Regions from separate parts of the Mus musculus genome. Here all the other regions are linked to region 2. Evidence: chromatin contacts called from public HiChIP or PLAC-seq and promoter capture Hi-C data. All regions are on one chromosome and are shown on one strand. The core of a region is the stretch at or near the end of the contact, and the rest is flanking DNA. Distances in the headings are between cores, read along the strand shown. Region 1 holds the start of Dohh (deoxyhypusine hydroxylase/monooxygenase). Region 2 holds the start of Plekhj1 (pleckstrin homology domain containing, family J member 1). Region 3 holds the start of Gna11 (guanine nucleotide binding protein, alpha 11). Region 4 holds the start of Cbarp (calcium channel, voltage-dependent, beta subunit associated regulatory protein). Region 5 holds the start of Sbno2 (strawberry notch 2). Region 6 holds the start of Abca7 (ATP-binding cassette, sub-family A (ABC1), member 7). Region 7 holds the start of Wdr18 (WD repeat domain 18).

Region 1 (3,868 bases), core at 852-3,351, 590 kb after region 2:
GGGTGACAGTGCGGTCCCTTATCTGCGGCCATGTGTTTATGTTTTTTTTTCTGTGCATATGAACGTGCACAGATGGAAGTGTCTTCCTCAATCATTCTTATGTTTTGAGACCTGGTCTCTCACTCCACCCGGCCTCCACACACGCTACCTCACCTGGGGAAGGCACTTTCAGAGCCCACAGGATGTACATGAACAGTTGTGGTCTGTGGTCCCAGAACTCAGGAGGCAGTGTCCCATGTTGGAGGCCAGCCCTGGGCTGCAGAGCAAGATGCTGGTCACAAAAACAAACATCTAGAGAGGAAATCCAACCAAGAAATCAAAAAGTGACTCTGGGCCCAACCGTGTCAGCTCCATTGTGGGTTTCCTCCCATGTTGCTTGCCCATGGAGGACTGCTTAGCAAAGAGCCGCATCACAGAGCAGACGTGATTTTTCTCTTGTATTTTAAGGCAGGTGTTCACTATGTAGCGCTGGATGGAACTTGCTGTGTAGATCTGGCCTCAAACTCACAGAGCTCCACCTGCCTCTGCCTTCTGAGTGCTGGGATTTAAAGATGTAAGCTCAGTTATAAAATGTTTTAAACATTCATTCCCAGTCTAATATTCATTTTACTTTGAATTTTTGGCATGTAAATTGTGTATTTTTAGCGTATGTACTGACATTTGCATTTTCCACATTTATATCCATGCATCATACAAGCCCATATAATAACAGGCTTCCTGGTAGCATTCTGAAAAATAGTGTATTTTTGTCTTAATTTTATTTTTACTTTAAAAATTGTTATTACCATAAATTAAATTTACATAATTATGTAATAACGGACTTCATGGAGGCTGGAGACATGCTTGGTGGTTGAGTGTACTGACTGCTCTTCCGGAGGACCCAGGTTCAGTTCTCAGCACCCACATGGTGACTCACAACTCTGACTCCAGTTCCAGAGGATCTGTCGCCCTAACATAGACACACATCCAGGCAAAACACCAATGTACATAAATCATTAAAAAAGTAATGAGGAAGCCAGGCGTGGTGGCACAGGCCTTTAATCCCAGCACTCGAGAGGCAGAGGCAGGCGGATTTCTGAGTTTGAGGCCAGCCTGGTCTACAAAGTGAGTTGCAGGACAGCCAGGGCTATACAGAGAAACCCTGTCTCAAAAAAAAAAAAAAAAAAAAAAGTAATGAGGAGGCTGGAGAGATCAGTGGTTAAGAGTACCGACTGCTCTTCCAGAGGTTCTGAGTTCAATTCCCAGCAACCACATGGTGACTCACAACCGGTGTACTTATATATTATAAGTACATCTTTAAAAATAAATAAATAAATCTTTAAACCAAAAAAGTAATGAACTTCATGACATTTACACACACACACATATATACATTTGTTTTGTTTTTTCGAGACAGGGTTTCTCTGTATAGTCCTGGCTGTCCTGGAGCTCACTTTGTAGACCAGGCTGGCCTTGAACTCAAAAATCCGCCTGCCTCTGCCTCCCGAGTGCTGGGATTAAAGGTGTGCGCCACCACGCCCGGCTTTTTTTTTTTTTTTCTCCCCGAGACAGGGTTTCTCTGTGTAGCCCTGGCTGTCCTGGAACTCACTCTGTAGACCAGGCTGGCCTCGAACTCAGAAATCCACCTGCCTCTGCCTCCTGAGTGCTGGGATTAAAGGCGTGCGCCACCAACGCCCGGCATATTTAAAAATTTAAACTTCGACTTTATGGTCATGTCACTGCCGTATATCCTGTTGATCCCCAGAATCGAACTCATTCTCAAATTGACTGCAAGTGCCCTCACTGCTGAGATTGCTCGTAACGCCTATTTTATCTCCCATTTCTTTTCCTCTGTTTTGGTCCCAGAGACCATTGGCCGCGCCCTGTAGAACATAGCCACGCCCACTATACACTGCGCATGCGCTATGCACGGCCGGCCCGGTTGTGCTGTGAATGGGATCAAACCATTTTCTTTTCTCTATGGGAGAGACGGTCGGAAACTCTTCTTCCGGAGGAAGACCGGAAGTTGCTTCTCCGGCTCTTAGGACAGTCCTGGGGCGTCGCTGCCGCATCGTTCCGGGTGTGGTCACCCCTAGTCGCGACGATGGTTCCGCCCAGCATGGTCACGTGGCCATCAAGATGGCGGCGTCCAGAGGACGTCGCGCGAGATGCGTCCGCGGACCTGTTCTTGGAGCTGTCGCAGCGACTCTCTCCATCTGTCCCGAGTATACGGAGCTTATTGACGAGTCCCTGTAGACGAAAACACGGTGAGCAGTGCCAGAAGTGCCCCCCCTTCGGGGGACTTCCGCTTTGAGGTACTCGCTGCTCCCGGGAGCGCTGGGATTTCCCTTGAGGGGGTCCTACGGGGAATTGGACCCTTTTCCTTCAGTATTTGACGTCACACAGGATATCATGTAGCCCAGGCTAGCCTCCAACCCACTGTGTGGCTACGAATGGCCTCCTCCTACCCCGTGCTTAGCTGACAGGTTGGCCGCCTATGCGGGGCTCACGTGCAGGCCGGCCCGCGCTTGACCTCTCAGCTTAAGTATTTGGAAACAGGATCTCCTGGGACCGGTTATCTTCCTGCTTCAGCCTCTGCCCAGCCTGGAGCCTTTTTGAATTAAGCGGGAGGCCCCATACCTCGAATGGGCACTCTTGGACCCACGAGATCCTTGGTCTCCCCTGTTGTTGCTCGGGGTAAATCGGGATGTGGGTCTCACTGCCACACAGCTGCTGCCAGCTCCCGTAGACCTGCTTCATGTGTGTTGATGAATTCCATTTTCAAGGTGTGACTGTAGGCTGATGGGCATCACTGGTGAGGCAGCCATACCTGCCTCATTAAACTCGGGGACGCTGGGTGACATCAGAGCCCAGAAGGCCTTCCAGCTTGCCACAGCCTGCTAGTCCAGTTTGTTATGTATGCATCTGCTGTATGTCTAATGGCTGACAGGGGCCGGTCCTCTTATACTGGACGATGTCTGTTTCCGTGTTAATTCATCCGTGAAAGAAAACACCTGTGTGGGAGTGTTGTCCTGCATCTATGGGGCCATGCAGAGGGTACAAGTTGTGCAAAGGCAGGAGCAGGGAGAAGTCCGGAGGGAGGAGGGGACGGATAAAGTGTATCCCACAGGGCTACATGAGAACCTCCAGTAAGGTGGTGTGGGAGGCAGGGGTGAGATCCATTTTGCAACTGACAGTTTCTAGATCCCTCATCTAAGCTATCCTGAAAAAGTCTGGCCAGGTGGTGGTGGCGCATGCCTTTAATCCCAGCACTTGGATGGATGTGGAGAAAGTTCTGTGGCCTGGAGCTCAGGGGTCCTCCTGCCTCAGCATCCCGGGGCTGGAATGGCAGATATGCAGGTGTGTGCCCTAGCTTGAGATTTCCCCTTCTCCTTTTTCTACCGTAGGTTTCTACTGCCTAGAATCCGGCCTTGCAGATCACGTGCTGGGGAGGCCGTTGCCATGGTAACGGAGCAAGAGATAGAGGCCATAGGGAAGACCTTGGTGGACCCCAAGCAGCCCCTGCAGGCCCGCTTCCGGGCCCTGTTTACACTTCGGGGGCTTGGTGGCCCTGATGCTATCTCGTGGATCAGCCGGGGCTTTGAGGACAGCTCTGCTCTTCTGAAGCACGAGCTGGCCTACTGCCTGGGCCAGATGAGGGACGCACGGGCCATCCCTGTGCTGGCGGATGTGCTGCAGGACACGAGCCAGGAGCCCATGGTGCGTCATGAGGCAGGTGAGGAAGGGCAGCCCAGTGCTGTGTTCAGCTCTGTCCCTGGGGCACAGATGGGTGCCGCACAGGGCTATGGACAGCGCACGGGGGTGGTCTCCCCAGCAGAGATTTTGCTTCTGAGTTGGGACCTATGCCAACCTGTTCTTCAGGGACTTG
Region 2 (3,874 bases), core at 723-3,222:
GCTGGAGGAAAGGATTGGGCTCACTGTTCACATTCCCCCATGTTTCCACCCAGCTCCCATCAGTCCCTAAAGCCCCACCTGGCCCGCTGCAGAGCTTCCATCCAGTCCTGACACTGCTCTTGGCTACAGCATTCAAAGTGATATTTCCTGCTGAGGTCTTCGACGAAGCCTGGAAAGGGATAAAGGATAAGAGCCACCTCTGGTCAGTGTCCAGTTGGTCTACATCCTGTTGGCCACAAGTCCCAGCTTCCTCTCACCAGGATTTCAAACTACACCTCTTATTCTAACACCAAGTCATCTTCTGCCTGTCTCATGCTGGCTTTGTCCTCCAGAATCCTGACCCCTGAACCCACAAATAGGGGACTCACTGGGAAGTTGGGTTATTGGGAATGGAAGTGGCTAATAGAAGGTCATTAGGTTAGACCCTAAACTGAATGGCAATAGAACATGGGTGATGAAGCCCCAGCATCCGTGTCGGAGAGCAGAACGAATACACCTGTAATGTCAGTGTTCAAGAAAGACTCATGAAAGAGACAGAAGGGTTCGTAGGGCTTGCTGGCCAGTCAGTATAACTTAAAAGTAAGCCCCAGGTGGGACCCTACTGCCAAGCCCAATGACCAGCGTTTTATGCTGGAGACCTACATAGTGGAAGATGAGAACCAACTACTCAAGTTTCCCTCTGGCCTTACTGGCATACTCACACCCCAAAACACGTGTGCACTCGTGCAAGAAGGAGAAAAGAGGGGTACAGATAAAGAACCCCACTGGATAATATAGGTAGACATGATGCCCAAATCTCTACAAGATACTGTAAAGTTCTCGTTAGGGAAGAAGGCTGAGACAGGCCTTAAAGCCTGCCCGTACCCTACCCGTGGCAGAGAGGGCGGCAGAGACTGTTCCTGCTATACACCCCACGTTCGCAGACTGCACCTCTCTCAGTTGGGAACGGGCAGAGGGGTCGGAGAAGAAACTAAGCGAGAACCAGACCCAGTGGGCACTCTGAGTGATAGCTGGGCCAGTCCTGGGCCACCAGCGGACGCGGGATCCAGGACAAACGTAGGCTCCTAAGGGAGTAAAAAGGATCGGGTGTGCGGAGCAGAGTCCGGGATGGAAACTTACTGATGGAGAAGCCGCCCGGTTCTTCCTGGGCCACTCTGCAGCGCTCCAGCAACAGGGCTCCGAGGGGCTGCGCGAGACACGGCCATGAGCGCCGGCCTCCGGGCCGCGCGGGTCCCCCGCGCCCCCCACGCCCCTACCTCGGCCTCGTCCGGGCGGAAGTAAAAGAGGAAGTTGACCACCAGCTTCACCAGTCGCCGCTTGGCCACTGTAGGCACAGGGCGGTGTCAGCGCGGAACTGTTCTCATTCGCCCACCCAGGAACCGCGCCGGCCCGCCCAAGTGCCCCAGCCGCAGCCCCGACTGGCTCACCGCTGCCCTTCTTGGGGCCCCGCATGCCCAGCTCGGCCGCCATCTCTGCCGGCTGTCGGGACAGCGCCTGCAACTCTTTCTCGTTGTACCGCATCCCGCCGCACGGATCCGCGCGAACCAACACGCGCCCTGCCTCTCGGCCGCCGTCCTCCCCGAAGCCGCAGCCAGCGCCACAAAAGTCTCAGAGAGCGATCTCGGAAGTCCCAACCCGGTTACTGCGCCTGCGCGTTGTTGGGCTGGTTGCGCGGCCCTAATTTATGGGTCTGCGCGGTTGAACAGAGTCAGACGGGAAGGAGATGGCCCGTCCTTAAATAACCGCCAGACATACTAAGCGTGAGGTGTAAGTTAGACTCAGAGCACTCCACGATGAGCGAAGCGCCTTCCTGGGCCGGTGAACCCTAACGCTTTCCTCTTGTCACGATAGCCGGCGCCGCTAGACTTAGGGCGGAGCGAAACTGTGCGGTCGCTGCAGTGAGCACGCGCACTCTGCGCCCCGACGCTCCTTTCTCTCCCGCCTACCGAAGACGGAAGTCCATCCGCTGGGCCTGCGCACACACGAAACGCCGACGCCTTTGCTCCCGGAAGGGATCGCTTCGTCGGTCGTGCGCACGCGCGCGGCGAAACCGCGGCCTTGGCGGAGATTAAACCCGGATAGCGAGGCCTTAGCGTTGGTGAGGAGCTGCACAGTTTGTCGGTGGCGGCTGCTCCGTCGGGGAGGCTTGAAGGTGGGAGCGAAAGCCCGGGGGCGGGACGGGGAGAGGCAGCGGCCGCCCTCTTGCCTCAGGATCGGCGCGCGCCCGCCGGGAGAGCGCGCTCTCGCGAGGCCCGTTGGGTCGCCGCGTGATTGCTGGCTTGGGTGGCGCTTCTGTGGCCTCCAGGGTGGTTCGGGGTGTCCGAGTGGCGTCTCGGCGTGTATTTTGACCTCCTTGGTTGTTTCCGTTTCCACCTTCGTTAATCGGGGCCCTGGCGACCACTGCTCCTGTCCACCGGAGCAGGTCCCTTGCTGGGATTGAAAGATAACGGTATCTGCACATAAAAGGGATTTGTCCTGGGACCAGGCCTCCTCCCAGACCATTACCTTAACATATACCACGTCTCTGTCCTTATTGATCGTTCATCGGTAATCTTACGGTAGTCCGTGAGGTTGCGCATCTCCCGTCCCTGCGTCCTGGCCTCCTGTCCCAAGTTTCACGTGTGAGCCCCTCCAGTCATCGGCACAACTTTTCATTTATTTCAGACAGGGTCTCACTGCTTAACTGGGGCTGACCTGCAACTCGGTGTGGAAACTTGGCCGATTTCCAGTTCACAGACATTGCCATGCCTCTGCCTTCTCTCGCATAGTGGGACTTACAGCATGAGCCACCACACTTGGCTGTTTTGATTGGTTTTAAGGAATCGAGGGTTTATTTTGGCTGATGGTATGAAGGTGCGGTCTGCCGTGGTGGTCGTGTTGCAGCAGTAGTCAGCAAGCAGATAAATGCCCTTCCCCGCGTTTTTAAAGATTTTGTTTTAATGTGTCTGTGTGGAGCTTTGTGTGTGAGTGGGGTACCCATAGGGTCCAGAAAGGGATATCAGAGTCCCTGGAGCCTACCGCCACCCTTTTTTCTTTTATCTGAGATAGGATCTCACTGCACAGCCCGGTTTGGTCTCTAACACTAACCTAACCATCTTCCTACCTTGGATAAAGAAATGGGATGAGAAGTGTACACCACCACGCCCTACGTTTTCTGTGTTTCCTGGGGTTGGGAACTGTTGGTGGGCGTTTGCAGAGCTTGGTGCCCCATCCACAGAGCAAGCAGTGTGCTCACCCAGGCCCCAGTTTTGTTTTGCTTTTCTAAGATTTATTTATTTATAATGAGTACACTGTAGCTGTCTTTAGATACACACCAGAAGAGGGCATCGGGTTCCATTACAGATGTTTGTGAACCACCACATCATTGCTGGGATTTGAACTCAGGACCTCTGGAGGAGCAGTCAGTGCTCTTAACCGCTGAGCCACTTCTCCAGCCTGCCCAGGCCAGTTTTGTCCTAGTGTTTGTTTTCCCTCCAAAGCTCATGAACTAACTGCATTTTTGCAGTGGGTACCCATACACATTCAACCTCAAACATGTACCCCTAGGGGACCTTATGCATGATGGACAAGTGTTCCACCCTTGAGGTGCACCCTCACATCTGTGGCTGGATACCCAGGCTCCCTGCAGAGGCCAGGTATAGAGTCCTATGTTCTTGAAAGTTGTCTTTGCCAGCGGTTGAAGTGGTTTTCCATCCTGCTGTTGCGGGTGCCCTCTTGCTCTGAGAAGCCCATGCTGCCACCCTTAGACTCTGCTCTTGCATCTGGCCAACTTCATCTCTGGGAATGTGTCTCTTAGTAGCTTTCAAAGATGTAGACAATGCTCTTTTCAGTCCTTAAGTGGCTGAGTATGAAACATCCGACAAGCTGGTTCTGC
Region 3 (3,630 bases), core at 150-2,649, 750 kb after region 2:
CCCTGTCCTCATTTTGGGCTCTTATTTGGGGTGACAACAAGAGGACCTGGGCTCCCTGGCTCCCAGCAACAGGTGGGCCTTGAGGAGTCAGAACCCCAGGAAGTGACAGACACACATTGAGCTTCCCTGGGGTGGGTGGGGTGTGGAGAGGACAAGACTGGACCCCCAGGAGGCAGGACAGGGCCAGGGAGGCTGCAAGGCTGACTGCTGTCAACCTACTGGGTTCCGGCACAACAGAAGCCCAAAGAAGAAAAGCCACCCACTCCAATGTGGAGGAATTCAGAGGATCTATGGAAAAGAGAGGGAGACTGAGGAGTACCCACGAAAGCAACAAGCCAGAAGCAAAGCAGGACCATTTGGGTGTATAGTCCTTGGAGGTAGAGAGGAGGGTGCAACCCTTTGGGAACTGTCTTGGGGAGTCTGTAATCCAAAGGGGCATCATGAGAGCAAGACAGCTTACAGGGCTCACCGGAGGCTATGTGGGGACAATGGAAAGGAGAGAGCCTACTTGGTGCGGCAGGGCCAAGGGCCACCTCCGTGCAAGAATTCTCAGGAGCGACAGAAAGCAAGTCTCCCAGGGTCCTGGGGCCCAATGTGGCCAGCAGATGCAAAATCTCACCACAGATATCAGAGGCAGGAGGCTGACCCCGAATGAATCTAAGGCCTGGATAACAGAAAGGCTGGCCACAAAGGGTCGCACAGGCTGAGCCCAGGGGACCACACGGGAGAAGCTGGCCACCACAGGCCCAAGCCACCTGCACTGCTCAGGGTGCAGCGATCCCGGAAGGGCTGACCGCTGCAGGGCAGCGCTGACTAGTTGCCCCGAGGACATCCGAGGTGGCCCGACAGGCCGTGGGCAGCGGTCTGAAGGGGTCGCACCCGACTGTCACCGCGCGCTACTCGCCGGGGACCAGAGACCGCGGCGGCTGCAGCACCCTGCGCGCGCGGAGACCCCGGCAAGGCCCGGATGCCCCGTGCACCCACCCGGTCCCCGTGACAGAGGTCCCACGGCACGGGCACGCAGCTCACCAAGTAGCAGCAGCTTGAGCTCGCGCCGGGCGTCGCGCTTGTCCCGCCGCAGCTGTTTCTCGATCTCCGCGTTGATGCGCTTCGACTCCTTCACCTCGTCGCTCAGGCAACACGCCATCATGGACTCCAGAGTCATCGTCGCGGTCCTCCGGCTGCCGCCGGCCCGGCCCTACCTCTTCCCGGTTCCCCGAAGGCCACGGCCCGGCCCCAGAGGCGCGTCCACCGTCCGCGCCGTGCAGCGCAGCCGCCGCCGCCGCCGCTACCCGCAGCCGTCGCCACCGAGCGCCGGCGCCCGAGGACCTGAAGCGCTGCCACGGGCCCCGGGACGGGCAGGCGGCGCGGCCAATGGGAGGGGCCGCACGGCTGCGCGCGCGCGCGCGCCGCAGGGACAGGACTTTAGGATCGCCTGGGGGCGGGGCCTCGCCGCTCGGGGGCGGGGTCTGGAGGGCGCAGCGCAAGCGCGCGTGGGGTTGCGTCGACGTGGGAAGGGGTTGAACGGTTCGCGGCTGGGCGCGGACGCCGAGGATTGTGGGAATGGGGAGGACTCGGAAGCCCGAGCTCGGTTCCTTTCGGGAGGCGAAGCGAGGCTCGGCTCGGGGAGGCGCCGCTCGGCTACACTCGGCTCCTCTCGGCTCGGGCAGGCGCCGCTCGGCTGCGCTCGGCTTCTCTCGGCTCCCCGAGGCTGTGCTGAGAGCGCCAAGAGAGAGGCTGCAGTTCTCTGGAGCGAGGCCGTCACCGCCTGCGGATGTGAGAAAACGCCCTGACCGGCTCGCTCATCCATTCCTAAGCAGGCCTATCGTGTGCCAGGCAGAAATTCATGCCCTACTGTGTACAGTACATTCATGCAGCACTCGTTAAATACCACACAGGTCACAAGTATGAACACAATGCTTGCTGTAGAGTATACACTGATGCGGCAGCCTGTGGTAGCTCAGGCATTAATATCACATCTACTGTATACCAAGCCTTAAGGAAACACGCATATGTAACTGCCACATTCAATATAGGGTATACAAACCAAGTGTTTTTCACATATACAACGTATGCCAAATATGAATGCTGTGCCTGCCGTATACCACATATTGTATATAGCTCCTACTGTGTACTATGTGCTGATGCAGCACAGTACCTCCTATTAATATGCTGCCTGATTTCATATATATATGTGTGTGTATATATATATATATACATATATACATATGTCATATATGTGTGTATATGTACATATGTGTGTATATATACATACACATATATGTATATATGTATATGTGTGTATATATATACACACGCACACACACACACACATACATACATATATACTGTCAACCAGGCTTACTGGCAGGTGAAGAATAAGCATTATTAACAGTCTGCCTGCTGTATACCAAGCACCAATTTACGCTGTTGTTGTGCATGTGAACGCCCATGAATGTGGTTTGCATGTGCTGGAGTGGAACCCACCCCACCCCCGCCCCCCGCATGTACCAGGCAGGTAAGTTCCCTGTTGGTGGGTCAATCTGAGTCCCCCAAGTGTAAACTAACTCACAAACCTGAGAAGTGTTTTCTACCTTCCAGAAAGAGGCATGCGTACCCAGTCAGCACTCAATCAGGGCATGTGTCAATAATAAGAGACTACAAAGAACTTGAAAGTCAGGCCTGTGCTGCATGCGTTCCTGTCCCAGTCCCTGCCTGATTGCCCAGCCTTGAGATAAGACGGCAAGGGGAGGGTCAAAGTCTTCATTTACTAGCTGATTGGGGTTGTGGGGAGATTATTCCTCTGAAACTCTCCTATCAGGGCCTCTGTCCCCACCCCAGGAGTTCATGGCCCAGACAAGGGGCTCCCGGGTGGCCCAATGTGGTCAAAGTTCCTCTTGCAGCTCATAGGCGCAACCCCTTGAGCCTTGACCATCCCAGTGCTGGAATGACAGGCATATGCCATGATGCCTGTTCACATTTATCTTTGTGTGCATACATAGTTTCCTTTTCTTAAAATAATTTAATCTTATTTTACATGCACTGATGTTTTCCTTGCCTGTGAGGGTGTCACATCTCTGGAGCTGGAGTTACAGGTGGCTGTGAACCCCCAGTGGATACTGGGAACCAAACCTGGGTCCTCTGCAGGAACAGCAAGTACGGTACCACTGGGCCATACTACCCTCCAGCCCCTGTGAGCTGTTCTGTTTGGATTCATGGGTTAGGGATCATCACCTGGTAAATTGTCGGCAAAAAAGGGTTCCAAGCAGCCAGGCCTTGGCGCACGCCTTTAATTCCAGCACCTTGGAGGCAGAGGCAGTTGGATCTCTCGTGAGGTTCAAGGTGGTCTGGTCTACAGAGTGAGTTTCAGGACAGCCAGGGGCACACAGAGAAACCCTGTCAAAAGGGGCAGCAGGGTGGAGCTGAGGGGAGTACTCCGCTCCTAAGAGGACTTTCTAGGCAAGCATGAGGACCTGAGTTCAAACACAACACCCACTGATGGCTGCACACACCGGTGACCCCACCTCATCCCCACACTGAGGTGGAGACAGATAAATCCAGGTACTCATGGCCTAGCAGACTGGCGCAGGGCAAAGAGGCAGAGGGCCATGGTGGAGGATACCCAATGGC
Region 4 (3,430 bases), core at 231-2,730, 660 kb before region 2:
AAATACACCCATGGCTGACCTGGAACTCTCTCTGTGTATTTTCTATGCAGACCAGTCGGGGTCTGAAATTTGTAGCAATTGGGGCTGGAACCATGGCTCAGGAGTTAAGAGCACTATGGCTCTTGCAGAGGACCTGAGTTGGGTTCCCAGCACCTATACTGAGCTACTCAGAACCACCTGTAATTCTAGCTCCAGAGAGATCTGACACCCTCTTCTGGCCTCTGTGGGCACTTGAAACCACATGTACATACCCCCACACAAAGACATATAAATAGGTAAAAATTTAAAAATAACTCTAGTAATTCTCCTGCCTCAGCCTTGCTTAGACCTCGATATTGATACTTACTCTACTCTCCACCCTGCCAGCCCATACCAAGAGACCTGAGCCAGGATCCCCAGCTTTCATCACCAAGCTGCTGTGACCTCCCCCTGACTTCTCTCACCGGCGGCCCTTGTCCTGAGCCTTGCGGCTCTGTTCAAACAGGGCAGCCTCGTTGAAGGACACGCGGCGGCCGGTGGAGCTGGTGGCTAGGAAGCGCTCTGTTTCGGTGTCCTGGCCCTCGGGGTCTTCCCCCCTGCAGTCGGGGTCTGTGAGGAGAGCCAAGAGAGGGTGGGCCCGGGGTGGGCCGCGCGTGTCTGGCTGCCAGGCAGGCCGCTGGGCGGGGTGGGCTGGGAGGGGGGCACGGGCCGAGTGAGGGCAGGACGGGGCGGGCTGGGCGGGGCGGCGGGCACTCGCTCATCCGCTCACACACTCACTCGCTCTCAGCACGCGCCTGTGCGCACCTACGCCTGGGCGTTAAGGAAACAGAGATGAGTCGGACTCGAACTGCGCCCAGTCTGGTGGGGGAGACAGACAGACAGACCGTCAGGCGGCCCGAGGGGGCGGGCAGGGGGCCGAGGGGTGGGGCGCGGCGGGAGGCACAGTCAAGTGCAGCTAGGGGTGCTGCAAGCCGCGCGGGCCCCTCACCTTGTATAGGGTGGGTGCCGTTGTCCAGATAAGTAGTGGTGGTCTTCTCTGCTTCCTCCATGGCCCTGAGGAAGAAAGGGGAAGAAGAGTGAGCAGGAATGGGGCGTCTCCACTCTGAGGCTCTGCAAGCGCGCCTGGGCATGTGTCAAGTGGTTCCCAGGACAAGCACCTGTTGAAGCGCTGGTGCACCTCCCAGCAGCGTTTGCAGAGCAGAAGAACGCCAGACAGCACCACCAGCGTGCCTCCAACGAACAGCGACATCACCACCACCAGCAGCACATAGTTGTCCAAGATGGGGTCAGGCTCCGCCTGAGTCGGGGTTGAGTGCACAGGGCGGGGCATGTCAGGGCTCCACCGCAGAGTGGGGTTTCCATCCCACCTCTACCCCCAGTCTCCAGGAGTCACCCAACCCACCGTGGGGCGGCTGGTGGCATTGTCCCACGAAGTCGTCAGGGCAACAGTGGCGGTAGTGGCGGCCGCTGTGGCCATGGTGGCCGTGGGCTGCATTTTGAGGCTACAAGTAGGGCATAGAGCCAGCTCAGGTTCAGCTCTGCCGGCCCCTCCCCACAAGAGCCCCTGCAAGTCAGCCCCTACGTCCCCGTGCAGCAGCAGCAGCCGCCGTCACTGGGGTGACTCATGGACAGGTGGGGCCGAGTCTTACAATGTGAGTGCCCCCCCAACTCCCCATCCCCGCAGGGGTGCCTGGAGCCAAGGCTCCCCCCCCCCCCCACACACACACACGCCAGGACCTCTCTTTCGCCATCTTTATCACATAAAAGGTGTCATCGCGCTTGCGCAGCACTGTGTGTGTGTGTGTGTGTGTGTGTGTGTGTGTGTGTGTGTGTGTGTGTGTATGTGTGTGTGTAAATGTGGCTTTCCCAAATGCCAACCACCTCCCTGGCTGGCTGGGGTGGCCAGACCGGCAAGGTAGCGCAGCCATGCCCAGGAAAGGGAAAGCACCCTTGGAGGAACAAACACATGACGCCTCCACAGCATACTCAGGCAACATCCCAGGTGTCCTTCTTGTCTCAGGGTCTCATGGTGCAGAAAAGGAATTGAAGGTAGTGCACCTAAGGTGTGGGCGGGGCTGTACTAATGATTCCCCCACCCCCAGTCACGACTCGATAGGGAAAGGTCCTTGTTCCCCACACTGGTGGGAGTGCAAAGGACAAAAGACGCTCATCTGTTCCTGGCCTGAAAATTTTGGTTCCCATGGCGACGGTGCGCAGGGCCGCGCAGTGGCGGGGGGGGGGGGGGGGGCTGTTGCCAAGCAGAGGGAGGCGGGCGGGGGCGCGGGGGAGGCCGCCCACAGGGGCGCCCCAAGGCTTGGCCAAGATGGCTGCTCACCAGGCCTCTGCCAGAAGCGTGGAGAAACTGAGGCTAGGGCACATCATGGGGTGGGGTGGATTCAGAAGGGGCTTGTTAAAACTGCACCTGACTCAGTCCGGGAATGAAGATGATTCTGGAGTAATAAAGGCCATTTTGGCCATCCATCCCTACTTCCCACACCAGCGTGAGCATGCAAACCCCTTTCCCATGGAAGAAGAGCCCGCAGGCTCCACCGTCACCAGTGTTTTTCAGACTGGATGGTGGAGGAGTTGTGGGGCGAAACCTGAATAAACGATGTACCCCCCCCCAGAAGGCTACGTTTCCTCAGCGCACCCAGGCAGAGAGCAGCGGGCATCAATTTTGGTGGGTGGCATGGGGCGCATACGTAGGTCGGGAAATGAATTCAGGCTGGAGGGGGTGGGGCATGGTGAGGATGGTAATGAGAGGTGGGGGAGGAAGATGGCTGGAGACCCAAGGCGAGGAAGGCGGGGTCATGAGAGCCAGCGAGAACGCAAGCCTAGACATGGAGTCCCCACAGAACGTCCACCAGGCCCCCCAAGTAGGATACGGTGCGGAAAAGCGCAGAGAACGCGACGCCAGGCTCGTGAGGATCCAGGAGGCCAAGGCGACAACGCTCTCGCCCTGTCACTAGGGTAAACTGAGGCCAAGGGCAGGCATGGGCTGGCTCCCTCTCGGGGCTGCGGGCGGTGGGCGGGGTGCAGGGCCGCTCAGGCCGTTCCCACGCTCCGCTCCCTTCCCGGAGCCGCGCGCGACAGGACCAGTGGGCCAGGGCGGACCCTGGAACTGGTCGCCATCCCCTGGCCGCGCGCATTCGCCCGCCCGTCCCCGCCCGGCCCCGTGCGCCAGGGCCCGCCGCGCCTACCTCAGCGCCGGGGCGTGCGGCCCATGGGCGGCGGGAGGGCGGGCGGCAGATACACGGCTCTCCCGGTTGGCTCTGGAGCTCGGTGGCCGCGGAGCCGACGGAGAATTTATGAATGGGGAGAGCAGCGCACGGGGGAGGCGCGCAGGAGAGGTGGGGCCGCGCACGTGACCGCGTTGGCGGTGCTCCCGCTCCGGCCCCTGGCTCTGTGCACCCGGTAACCGCCCGGTCCCGCAGCCTGACCGCCCCCGCCG
Region 5 (3,830 bases), core at 349-2,848, 700 kb before region 2:
CCGTCACTCCCCAATCACAGGGTTCAGTGGCCCGCACCAGACAGCCAAGGCAGGAAGGCAGCCGCTCCCGAGCGGGCGGGACTCAGGGACTCACAGGCATTCCGGGAAGCAGAGCCGGGGGATGGCCCAGACACTTGACACACTCATGCCTTTTTTTTTTTTTTTTAACTTTTCAGAGCGTTAATCATGACATCTGAGGAGACACCCTGAGATCCCTCCCTCACCACCAGGCTAGTTCAGCTGTGTCCCTCTAGTGCATCTCTAGTACCTAGGGTGGTGGCACCCACTCTCCCCCACTTAGCTCCCTGGTGATGTGGTTTCAAAGTCACTCTCTACTACACACTCCCCCAACCCAAACCAGAAGAGGAGACTTGAGAGACGTGGCTGGGACCAATGGTGGGGCCAGGTCTGGGCATCCACCCAGGAAACCCAGTAAGGAGACTCCTTGATAGCCAGGGGTCCTGAGAACCCTCAACGCTAAAGACACCAAGTTGGGTAGGAAGGGACAAAAATACCTCACGGAGCACCAGGGTCAAAGACCACAAGAAAAAGAAAGGGGTCAAAAAGGACACTGAACAGGAGTTGATAGAAAACAACAGAAAAGAAAGGTTAGGGGGTCATGACTGAGCCTGGGGTCAAATGATCATGGCACAAGGTGGGGGTTGGGGTTCCCTCCCAGGACCAGGGTCAAGGGCAGGAGTTGCGGGAGAAGGTTCCCGGGGTGCAACCTGAGTCTCAGGAGAGGGAAGGTCCTGGGTCTAGGAGGACGGGGTCCCTGGCATGAGGTTAAGGTTCACTGGGAGAACAGGGGTCCCAAGGTGAGGTTAAGGTTCAACTGTAGATGGGAGGGTGGTGGTCTGTTAGGGTCAAGGTTCAAAGTAGATTGTATGGGAATCAAGGTGCCGAAAAGAATGAGGGGTACCTCCAAAGACCCAATACCAGAGTCAAGGCCAGGAGTGACAGGCTGTGGACAAGATTTTCAGGGAAGGAAGTTCTCACCACCAGAGGCGGGAATCCGGGTCAGCCAAAAGGAAAGGGGGTGGGGGGGTGGGGGTCATAGGAAACTGGGGTCAGTGTCAAAGACGGACAATGGAGGTCGCAATAGGAGTCGGGGTTCCCTGGGAGCTGGGTCAAAGCAGGAGTGAGAGAGAGGTCCCCGGAGATGGGGGAGTTCAGCCAAGAGGCTCACCGGCTGGGGCAGGGGCAGGGGTCGCAGCCGGACGTGGGGTCAGGACTATTGGGGCAAGACCGAGACTGAGGTCCACGCGGAACGTGGGGTCTCGCCTCACAGAGAGAGATGGGGCGCACAGGGGTCGTGACTGGGGGCGGGGTCAGGGGGGTCGCGGGGAGGGTCAGAGGTCGCGCGCGGTGCGGCACCCTCCTCCGCGTCCGCTCCCACCCTGCAGCCAAGGAACGGCCGCGAGAAGCCCGGAACCAGAGCCTGGCCGCACGAGTCGCGTGGGGATCGCGAAAGGGTCACAGTGGCGTCTCGGGCCGGCGCCTCACCTCAGACCTGATCGCTGAGCCCGCGACGCCTCGGTTTCCCGGAGCCTCTCAGCGGCCGCCGCTCACTTCCGGGTTCTGGGCGCCATGTTGCCGGCGGCGCGCACTTCCGCTTCTGCGAAGGGGCGCGGCCTTAGGGGCGGGGCCTCTTGGGGCCGGGCAGTTCTTGCTACTTGAGGGAGCTGGACCCCTTCTCTGTCCCCTGCCTGACCTTGCTGGGCTGTAGATCGTTCCTCAGTTTCCCCTTCAGGGCTTTGCACATGCCCTGGCACACTTGCAACATCAGACCCCACCAACCTCTCACACCCTTGCCATCCTCCGCTCCCTTAGAACTATCTAAAAGCCCTATTTTCTTTTCTTTTTAGACAGTCTCACTATGTGGCCTTGTCTGGCCTAGAACTCACAAAGATCCACCAGAACTCTACAAGTGCTGATCTTAAAAGCATAAACCATCATGCCTGGTCCAATCTCTAAAACCCACTATAGATCTAATTCACGTGTCTCCCTTCTCAGTCCAGACCTAGGGCAATGGCCTCAGTGGGGCTAAAGCCAGTTCAGTCACCATCCCCTTCCCAGCTGGGTATCATGAATTCAGGCCCAGAGGCACCACCATTCAGAAGCCTGTGTCCTGCAACCCTGAGATTAGATTTGCCCATAAGTAAATGAACTGTATGGATGCTGTTTTATCTCCATGTAGCTGGCTGTCCTGGAACTCCCTCTGTATACCAGCGTGGCCTTGGACTCAGAGATCTTCCTTCCTCTGCCTCCCAAGTGTTGAAATTAAAGGCATGTGCCACCATCCCAGATGAGAACCTGGCTCTTTATTGTGCCCCCAAAAAACCCCTGTCTAAGGGGCAGGAAATCAGGACTATCTGTCCTCAGGGAAGGAGACCCAGGCAGGAGTCTCTGCATAAAGTTAAGGATACCACTGGAGATCTTAAGCAGTAAGGCTATAGAAACTTGGATTTTAAGTTTAATCAGGAGTTTTTCACAGAGACCAAAAGGAAAGACAATCTAGATAAAAAGAAAAGCTGTTTAAAAGCCTGGTATAGCCGGGCAGTGGTGGCACACTCCTTTAACTTAATCTCAGCACTGGGCAGGCAGAAACAGGCCATCTCAGTGAATTCAAAGCGAACCAGGGCTACACAGAGAAGCAGTGTCTTGAAAACCAAACAACAATAAAAAAGCCTGGTATAGTGGATTGGGCAGCCAGCTTGGGGTAAAGTGCTAAGGACCTGAGCTCTATCCCCAAGCCCAGGTGTGGTGGCAGGGGTTCAGATGATCATCCCGGTGCTGCAGAAGCAGAGGCAGGAGGGTTCCTAGCCTGGTGGGCACATTCCAGGTCCAGGAGGGACCAAGTCTCAGGGAGCAATACAGGTGGTACCTGAGGAGTAACTTTGAAGGTTAACTTCTGACCTACACACACACACACACACACACACACACACACACACACACACACGTGCATGCGCGCGCACACACACTGTACACAAACACATACACCCCCCACGCGCACACACAGAATAAAGAGTTTGGAAGTGTGAGACCCACTAGGAGGCTTGAGTCCCACACCCAAGAATCCAGTTCCCTCTCACCTTAGTCCTCTGAGATATGTGTCACCTGCATTCCCCAGGGGAAGAAATGGAGGCAGAGGACTATCCTGAAATTAGTCCCAGGTCACCTAAGGAAAGGCATGGAAGTGACCTCTGCCACACGTCCAGCACGGGAAGCCATGAAGTCACAGTGGATAATCTTGCCTCAAATGGGGGCAGTTTGCCCAGCCCAGGGTGTATCTAGCCCTGTCAGCCCGAAGGAATCTGCCAAGCTGGGGATGGCTAGGGAATTAGTCAGATTTGGGGATTTCCAAGGAAACACAGGAGTCAGCCTCAGAAAGCAACAGGGACCTGGCTCTAAGTCCATGGCCCAGGTTTTTGTTTGTTTGTTTGTTTGTTTGTTTTTGAGACAGGGTTTCCTTGTAGCCCTGGCTGTCCTGGAACTCACTCTGTAGACCAGGCTGGCTCGAACTCAGAAGTCTGCCTGCTTCTGCCTCCCAAGTGCTGGGATTAAAGGCGTGTGCCCCATGCCTGGACATGGCCCAGTTTTAAAGATGCAGCAGCATGGGCTTGTTGTGTGACCCCAGGAAAGGCACTTTACTCCTCTGAGCCTTTAAACTAAGGAGCTACATGCTAGGTTGTTCCACTGACCACACTGACAAACTGTGGCTTCGTTTGTTTTGAGAACAGTTTCATGAACTCAGGCCAACCCCAAACTCAAAAATGTAGCCAATAATGACCTTGAACCGGGTCGGTGGTGGCACATTCCTGTAA
Region 6 (3,451 bases), core at 891-3,390, 800 kb before region 2:
GGCATGACAGCTCCAGGGACCCGGAGGCACATCTATGACACCAAGCTGGGCACCGACAAGTGCGACAACTCTTCCATGTCCCTGCAGATGGGCTACACGCAGGGCGCCAACCAGAGCGGTCAGGTCTTCGGACTGGGGCGGCAGATCTACGATCCCAAGTATTGCCCACAGGGCTCTGCAGCTGACGGGGCTCCTGCGGGTGACGGCCAAGGCGAGGCCCCAGAGTACCTGGCCTACTGCCAGGAGGAAGCTGGCTACTGAGCACCCAGCATGCCAGCTCCCCCACTGCATCAGCAGCCCTGTGTGGGCTTTGGGGTTTTCATTGTGTTTTGTGTTTGGAAACTGGTCATCTCTTTGTATCTCTCTCTGGCCTGGAACTCACTGCAATCCTCCTGCCTCAGCTTCCTAAGGGCTGGGATGACAGATCTGTGCTATCTATGCTCCTTCCTCACCCACCATGCCTCGCTTCCTTCCCAGGATTGACCCACCAGACAGGGGACATGGGTGTCCTTGGTGGGACAGTGAGGCTGTGCGTTTCCCAGTGGGCTGTGGGAGAGGCTGGCCCCAATGGGCTTCCTGTTTCTTCATCTCTTTCACATCAGTTTGTGGTTTGTGAACCCGGGGAAATTACAGGCAGTTTCAATGAAAGAAAACAAGGGGTTTTGTGGGGGTTTTGCCTCAAAAGTATTGGAGTACACTAGGCTTTAAAATACTGCAGGCATTCTGAGGGACTAAGTTTGCTTTCCCACGACTCTCAGACTTCACCCTCCTGTGCCCCGTGGGGAAACTGAGGCAAGCCAGATGTGACCCCAACGCCTGCAGCCCTCCCTCACTCCTCTGGTGTTTGAAGGCTTCCCTGCCCCTGTGCAGGCCCTGATTAGGTGTGCTAGAGTCTGGGCCTCGGAAGGGGCCACACATGACCCACACGGGCCCCTGCACTGCCAGAAAATGTGAAATTCCCTGTGTGGACCAAAAAAACAAAAAAAAAAACAAAAACAAAACAAAAACAAAAACAATAAAAACCTCTGTTTCTAAGAGTAAAGTACATTCCTGAGTTTGGCCGTGATGGAGGGGGCGCTGTCTAGAAGCAAGGTGCAAGCCCTGCACAAAAGTTAGGGAGAAGGCGAGAAACAGACACAGTTGAATGAATGATGTGAGATAGATCGGGGCTAGGGTGGAGAAAGAGGCTGAGTCTCCCTCACCAGCTTCCTTCGAACTCCTATGCATCTGCAAAACCCCAACTTCTAAGGCCCCCTAACTCACGCTTGCCAGGGTGATCTACACCCATCTCCCTCTATGCTTTGTGAAATAAACCAGTTTTTTTTTTCCAGAGTAGGAGACATCTGAGAATCTTGCCTACAATCCAGGCAACTATTGATTCTAATCTTAGGATATTGGGCTGCCACCTGATTCTGAAATTGTCTAGACCAGAGGATGTTGCTAAAATGAATGTGCAGGTCCTTGAAGCTCTACTTTGGAGATGAGCTCACAGAGGCTGTGGTACAATTCTGGCTGGTGGCAGGAGATGGCACAGGATACAAAGACCTTGTGCAAACCTTCCGACCTAAACTTGGTCTTTGCCTGAGGTCCCACATCATGGTAGGCAAGAATAGACTCCAGGAAATGGTCCTCTGACCTCCACAGATATGCCATGCATGCATGTGTCCTACCCTAATAAGCAAATTAATTAAATTTAAAAACAAAGGTTACTTGTGGTGGCACACGCCTTTAATCCCAGCACTCAGGAGGCAGAGGCAGGCGGATCTCTGTGAGACCAGCCTGGTCTAAGCAGTGATTTCCAGGCCTACCACAGCAGTGTGAGCCACTCTCAAAATTAAAAAGTATTTTTAAAAAGGAGTCCTTGGGGAGAGGAGACAGGAATGTCTTGCTGTGGGGAGCTGCCATTTCAAGATGTGAACTCACAGGTGACCCGTTGTCCCCCTCTTTGTCGTGTCCCAGTGAAGCCAAACTGATGCAGCAGGAATCCTGTTGTCCCTTTAAGAAACCCGGCTCGGAGAGGCGGGCTGTGGTCCCGCCTCCTCCAATGGCAAAGTCGCCTGAGTAGCAGGTGCAATATCCAATAGTAGCGTTAGGGGGCGGGGCTGGGTGCTCCTTAGGGCACCGGGTTGCGAAGGGCGTCGTCCGCAATTGAGCGGGGCTCCACTTAAAGGGGCCGCGCTCCCCCGCCGAGGCCGAGAGGAGCGAAAGTGGATGGAGTTTGGGGGCCTCAGAACGGTGAGAAAATCCCCGAGAGGGTGGAAGGTGGAGCCTGGAGATCTGGGGATGCTGTGGGGTGAGGGTGGGCTGAGCCACGTTCCCTGATAATTTGGGGTTCCAGGTGCCTACTCTCCCTTGCCCTTCCTTATCCTTCCGGGGAGTGTGGGAAAAATGGACCACCGATCCTCACAGCGGTCATCTGGTCACCTCGAGGGACCTCTGCCAACCTACACCTCCAGTGTCCCACTTTCCAAATGAGGCCTGTCACCCCCCACCCCCCAGATCTCAAATTTCACTTTATGAAAGAAAAAAGTCCCCGAGTGGAAGCCGCCAATTTCCATGTAGATGGTTAAACTTTGGCAATTTCCCTCTCTGTCAGCCTCAGTTTCCCTATCGGTATCATGAAGCAGGCCACAGGCATACAGTTCCGGGGGGAAATAAAATAACGAAATCAGGAATGGCGTGCTCAAGGAGCCTGTCCCTGACTCCTCCTAGCCGGCGGTCTTCTGTACCCTCCTTTTGACTCCGGAGGGCGGGCCCTCCTTCTTCTCTGGTTTCCTTGGGAGCGTGACTTTGCCCCTTTTTGAGCCTCAGTTCCCATCTCTTAAAAAATAGAAGGCCAGCTGCAAATGACACAGACTCCGGGTCTCACCGGGGGCCACCTGGGGCGAACGGAACCGAGACCCCGGTCTGGTATGAGGCTGACCGTGGAGCCCCGAGCCCCAAGCCCCAAGCTTTAAACCCAAGCTCCGCCCCCTAAGAATGCAAACAGGGTCTTCCAGACCCCAGCCTTCATCGATAGCCCTTCCAGCCAATCAGCTACGAGGACGGCTGCGCGCCGGGTTCCCATTGGTCACTTCCCTAGTGAATTTCTTTCTATGGTGCCTTGTTTGCCGGGCTCTTTGCGGGAGATTTATTGAGGCTCAGCCCGATGTTCGGAAGGATGAGGATCAGAGACCCGCAGACATTTGTCTGGAGCCACACAGCTCACTCTCAGCCTTTTCTTTGTCCTGTCCTCTCCGCTGTTTCCGGTCCAGAGTCATCATGGCCTTAGGCACACAGCTGATGCTTCTGCTGTGGAAAAATTACACCTATCGACGGAGACAACCGGTAACGCCCGGGGTTTGCAGGTCGGGGGGGGGGCGATGGCAGGTGTCCATCACGGCCCCCCAAAGTCTCCTACCCATTCTCTCCCCAGATCCAACTACTAGTGGAGTTGCTTTGGCCCCTCTTC
Region 7 (3,637 bases), core at 703-3,202, 840 kb before region 2:
CCTGTGTCTGTGCCACTGGACAGCACCTTGTTCCTGAGTTTCTTGCTCAAAGTGGTGCCTTCTCTTGAGAACCACCTACCGTGTCCTCCCTGTTCCCCCGCAGCTCGAGCCTGCCATCTTGGGGCCACATTGGGTGACACGCCTCACTCGGACTCGTTTCCTCTCTTTCTGGCCTGAGGTCGCAGGGTCGCTGAGTCCAATGCTTGCACCCAGCATGCAACCTTGCTCCCTTCACAGGCCCAATAGCTGCTCTTAGACCCAGCTCACCATCCCACCGTGCGTCCAGCTCTGCTGCCACGGCAGGCGCAGCGCTCTGGCAGCCACATTCCCAGCTGCGATTCCACAATTGCTTGCAATCTCCTTTACTAACAGCACATGGAGGGAGGGAGGGAGGGAGGGAGGGAGGGAGGGAGGGAGGGGACACTTGGTTTTAGACCTGGCCTATGACCAGCAGCTGTGACCCGAGGCTAAAGGTTGCTTGGCTAGAGATTGACCTTTTGGGTCTACACGGAGTGAACCGAATACAAATTTGAAATTTATGGCTCAAAAGAGGAAAGGGCAAAGAAGCGGCAAATCCATAAAGGGCGTGGGTCGATTGGTAAGAGTTTAATCACCAATTCACCTCAGCCAGACATATTATCCTTGATGAGTATGTAGCCTGATTTTACATGCAGTAAGTCACTAACTTCATTTGGTCTAAATAAAGTATAAAGATCAGTGGTTTATATTTTTGCTATAAAACAAGGTTTAAAAAGTAAACCGGGGGCTGGTGAGATGGCTCAGTGGGTAAGAGCACCCGACGGCTCTTCCAAAGGTCTGGAGTTCAAATCCCAGCAACCATATAGTGGCTCACAACCATCTGTAACAAAATCTGACTCCCTCTTCTGGAGTGTCTGAAAACAGCTACAGTGTACTTACATATAATAAATAAATAAATCTTTAAAAAAAAAAAAGTAAACCGGTTTCAGAGGGAAAGCCAGGAAAGGGGACAATATTTGAAATGTAAATAAAGTAAATATCTGAAGAAGAAGAAGAAGAAGAAGGAGGAGGAGGAGGAGGAGGAGGAGGAGGAGGAGGAGGAGGAGGAGGAGAAGAAGAAGAAGAAGAAAAGAAGAAGAAGAAGAAGAAGAAGAAGAAGAAGAAGAAGAAGAAGAAGAAGAAGAAAGAAGAAGAAAAGAAGAAGAAGAAGAAGAAGAAAAGAAGAAGAAGAAAAGAAAGTAAATAAACCGGTCACCGGTGGTGGAGGCTCAAGGCCACCCAGCACATAAAGAGACACTGTCTCGAAAAGAAAGAAGGAAAGAAAGAAAAAAAGAAGGAAAGAAAGAAAAAGAAAACAAAAGAAAGAAAAAAAAAAGACAAACCCAGCAAACAGGTAGCAAAAATACCTTCCACTACACAGAGGTAATACAGTGCTGACCGGCCAGGGACTCCCCAGTCTTCTACGCATGTGCAGGAATCCAGTTTTGTTTTGTTTTGTTTTGTTTTGTTTTGTTTTGTTTTGTTTTGTTTTGTTTTGTTTTGTTTTGTTTTGTTTTGTTTTGTTTTGTTTTGTTTTGTTTTGTTTTGTTTTGTTTTGTTTTGTTTTGCCCCGCCCCGCCCCGCCCCGCCCCGCCCCGCCCCCGAAGAAGCTCCTGGTGTTCTTTAACCTGCTTGGCTGGGTCTAGCATTACGCCTTTCGCGCACTGGCTTGTACGCATGTGCAGGTCGTCTGGCTACGCCCTCTCACCTGCTGCTAGCTCCGCCCCAGAGCCGCGAACTTTTTACGCATGCGCACGTTAGGGCTCCTGGAACCCGTAAAGCACCAGGCAATCAACAGCCTCCTCGGCTTGGTGAAGCTACCGCGCATGCGTAGACTTTCCAGTTTGGCCTCTAGGAGGCGCTATGGCCGTTCTAGTCGGCCAGGAGCCATCTTAACAGTCTCTCTAAGGATGATGGGATTCAGGGGCGGGACTGGCAGAGCAAGATGGCGGCGCCCATGGAAGTGGTGGTGTGTACTGACGCCGCGGCACAGCTCTGGAGCTGCGTGGTGTGGGAGCTTCATTCGGGCGCCAACCTGCTCACCTACCGAGGCGGCCAAGCGGGGCCGCGAGGCCTGGCGCTACTCAATGGCGAGTACCTGCTGGCGGCGCAGCAGGGCAAGAACTACATCTGCGCCTGGGAGCTGCAGCGTAAGGTGTGGGGCCTCAGCGTCCGCGGGGCAGCCGAGAGTCCTGGGGCGCCGCCAGGGTTGGGGTCCCGGCGACCCTGGGGTGGCTGCGTGACAGGGCGTACTCGGAGGCCGAGGGGTTTTCTCCTAGGGAGATGGCGCCAACGCACGCGTGCTCAGATGAAGATCGATGGCGAATCCGCTTTTGCACGCTTGTAGTGTTAGGGACGCCAATTTTGATGCAGAAGGGAAAATGGGGTCCGTTAGAGGTCATGCTTTTGGACAGCATGGCAGATCAGAGATCTTGAGGAGCCGCAGGAAGACAGAGACCGACGGCCCGTCCTTTTGTTACCCTCGTAAAGAGTCGCAGATCTTCATAGTCAGGACTGACTGAGGCCTGGGGTTACTGGTTCTGATGTTTCTGGAACACAGAGCTTCCTTCTTGTCCGCTGGGATCCCTACTGCTGAGCCCTGACCCTGCCCTTCACTGGGAGGTTCTAGGCAGTGGTTCTAACCCTGAGCCGCACCGACAACCCCTCACTTGAGCAGTCTGTCTCCCCAACCCCCTTACTCTTGCTCTCTGTACTAAAAACTTTAACCTTCCATTGCCTCCGTTCTGATACTCACATAGTTTGTCTTGTATCCTGTGTCCCTAGGATCAGCTCCAACAGAAAATCATGTGTCCTGGGCCTGTCACCTGTCTGACCACAGCACCTAATGGCTTGTATGTCCTGGCAGGAATTGCAGAGAGCATCTACCTGTGGGAGGTGAGAACAGCTTGTCACACGTATGTGTCACTTGGGAATGCTAGAGAGTAAAACTGGTTGGTGTCCAGTTTTACCTGAGGTAGGCAGGTGGTCTTGGAGATCTTACCCATGACTTCTGAAAACAAAAATGTGGCCATGTCTATAGGGTCCTCATTTGTGACTGAGATACAGGACAGTGTTCAACCTGCTGGTGGCTCTAGTGCTGTCGTGAGCAACCAGGAAAGAAACTTAGAAAAGGGCAGTGACCAGAATTAGTACAGAGGAGGAGGAGGCAGGAACCAGAAGCAGTGCAGAGGAGGAGGAAAGCATTTATTTACACTTGTGGTTTATATGAGGGAAGTCAGCGCAGGAAGCAGAAAGTCAGTTAACATCCATAGTCAGCAGCAAAGAGAAATGCTCCCGTGATTGACTACACTTGTTGCTCTTGCAGAGGACCTGGGTTCAATTCCCAGCACCCACAGAATGGCTCACAGCCATCCATAACTTCAGTTCTAGAGAACTTGACACCTCTTTTGATCTCAGTAGGCACCAGACTGCCCACTGCATGCACATACAGGCACGCAGGCAAAATACTCATAAAGGAAATAAACCTGAAAAAAGAAAGAAAAACTGTCTACTGAATGAGAGAGCTGGCTCAGCAGTTAAGAACATTGGCTGCTCTTTCAGGGGATCCAGGTTTAGTTCACAGCACTCACATGGCAGCTCACAACTGTCTGTAGCTCCA

The links. Promoter capture Hi-C pulls out the DNA fragments that hold promoters and counts their contacts. HiChIP or PLAC-seq counts read pairs in DNA pulled down with a chosen protein or histone mark. Capture Hi-C pulls out chosen DNA fragments and counts their contacts.
Region 1: a contact with region 2 is called in an H3K4me3 HiChIP or PLAC-seq map of embryonic stem cells, with 9 read pairs. The contact joins the promoter of Dohh here to the promoter of Plekhj1 in region 2. A contact is called at or near these places in 1 of 39 promoter capture datasets (erythroid cells), 2 of 115 datasets of contacts at active chromatin or transcription factors (embryonic stem cells and pancreatic cancer cells) and 1 of 9 other capture datasets (liver).
Region 3: a contact with region 2 is called in an HNF4G HiChIP or PLAC-seq map of pancreatic cancer cells. The contact joins the promoter of Gna11 here to the promoter of Plekhj1 in region 2.
Region 4: a contact with region 2 is called in a promoter capture Hi-C map of pre-B cells, with 5 times the contacts expected there. The contact joins the promoter of Cbarp here to the promoter of Plekhj1 in region 2. A contact is called at or near these places in 1 of 39 promoter capture datasets (pre-B cells), 4 of 115 datasets of contacts at active chromatin or transcription factors (double positive thymocytes, large pre-B cells, pancreatic cancer cells and 1 more) and 1 of 9 other capture datasets (pancreatic islet).
Region 5: a promoter capture Hi-C map of adipose tissue shows a contact between it and region 2. The contact joins the promoter of Sbno2 here to the promoter of Plekhj1 in region 2. A contact is called at or near these places in 1 of 115 datasets of contacts at active chromatin or transcription factors (pancreatic cancer cells) and 2 of 9 other capture datasets (adipose tissue and liver).
Region 6: a contact with region 2 is called in a promoter capture Hi-C map of pre-B cells, with 5 times the contacts expected there. The contact joins the promoter of Abca7 here to the promoter of Plekhj1 in region 2. A contact is called at or near these places in 2 of 39 promoter capture datasets (liver and pre-B cells), 1 of 484 Hi-C or Micro-C datasets (rod photoreceptor), 3 of 115 datasets of contacts at active chromatin or transcription factors (embryonic stem cells, memory CD8 T cells and pancreatic cancer cells) and 2 of 9 other capture datasets (adipose tissue and liver).
Region 7: a promoter capture Hi-C map of liver shows a contact between it and region 2, with 3 times the contacts expected there. The contact joins the promoter of Wdr18 here to the promoter of Plekhj1 in region 2. A contact is called at or near these places in 1 of 484 Hi-C or Micro-C datasets (CD4 T cells) and 2 of 9 other capture datasets (adipose tissue and liver).

What each region holds. Positions count from the first base shown.
Region 1 is chr10:81,382,333-81,386,200 of GRCm38.p6, forward strand. It overlaps Dohh (deoxyhypusine hydroxylase/monooxygenase), which reads left to right and starts at 2,102. Exons shown (of 5, transcript NM_133964.3): 1 at 2,102-2,246; 2 at 3,387-3,715. The coding sequence starts at 3,442. Gm48551 (predicted gene, 48551) reads left to right here and starts at 2,102. Exons shown (of 6, transcript NR_168929.1): 1 at 2,102-2,246; 2 at 3,387-3,715.
Region 2 is chr10:80,796,654-80,800,527 of GRCm38.p6, forward strand. It overlaps Plekhj1 (pleckstrin homology domain containing, family J member 1), which reads right to left and starts at 1,973. Exons shown (of 6, transcript NM_023900.2): 1 at 1,428-1,973; 2 at 1,257-1,324; 3 at 1,120-1,186; 4 at 79-169; 5 at 1. The coding sequence starts at 1,521. Sf3a2 (splicing factor 3a, subunit 2) reads left to right here and starts at 2,082. Exons shown (of 9, transcript NM_013651.4): 1 at 2,082-2,152.
Region 3 is chr10:81,543,763-81,547,392 of GRCm38.p6, forward strand. It overlaps Gna11 (guanine nucleotide binding protein, alpha 11), which reads right to left and starts at 1,400. Exons shown (of 7, transcript NM_010301.4): 1 at 1,030-1,400. The coding sequence starts at 1,165.
Region 4 is chr10:80,135,907-80,139,336 of GRCm38.p6, forward strand. Cbarp (calcium channel, voltage-dependent, beta subunit associated regulatory protein) reads right to left here and starts at 1,481. Exons shown (of 9, transcript NM_001195268.1): 1 at 1,382-1,481; 2 at 1,137-1,276; 3 at 968-1,032; 4 at 444-588. The coding sequence starts at 1,474. It also overlaps a transcript of Atp5d not described here.
Region 5 is chr10:80,101,104-80,104,933 of GRCm38.p6, forward strand. Sbno2 (strawberry notch 2) reads right to left here and starts at 1,599. Exons shown (of 32, transcript NM_183426.2): 1 at 1,507-1,599.
Region 6 is chr10:79,994,354-79,997,804 of GRCm38.p6, forward strand. Abca7 (ATP-binding cassette, sub-family A (ABC1), member 7) reads left to right here and starts at 2,141. Exons shown (of 47, transcript NM_001347081.2): 1 at 2,141-2,235; 2 at 3,255-3,327; 3 at 3,416-3,451. The coding sequence starts at 3,262. It overlaps Cnn2 (calponin 2), which reads left to right. Exons shown (of 7, transcript NM_007725.2): 7 at 1-1,047. The coding sequence ends at 261.
Region 7 is chr10:79,958,200-79,961,836 of GRCm38.p6, forward strand. It overlaps Wdr18 (WD repeat domain 18), which reads left to right and starts at 1,953. Exons shown (of 10, transcript NM_175450.4): 1 at 1,953-2,173; 2 at 2,803-2,913. The coding sequence starts at 1,964.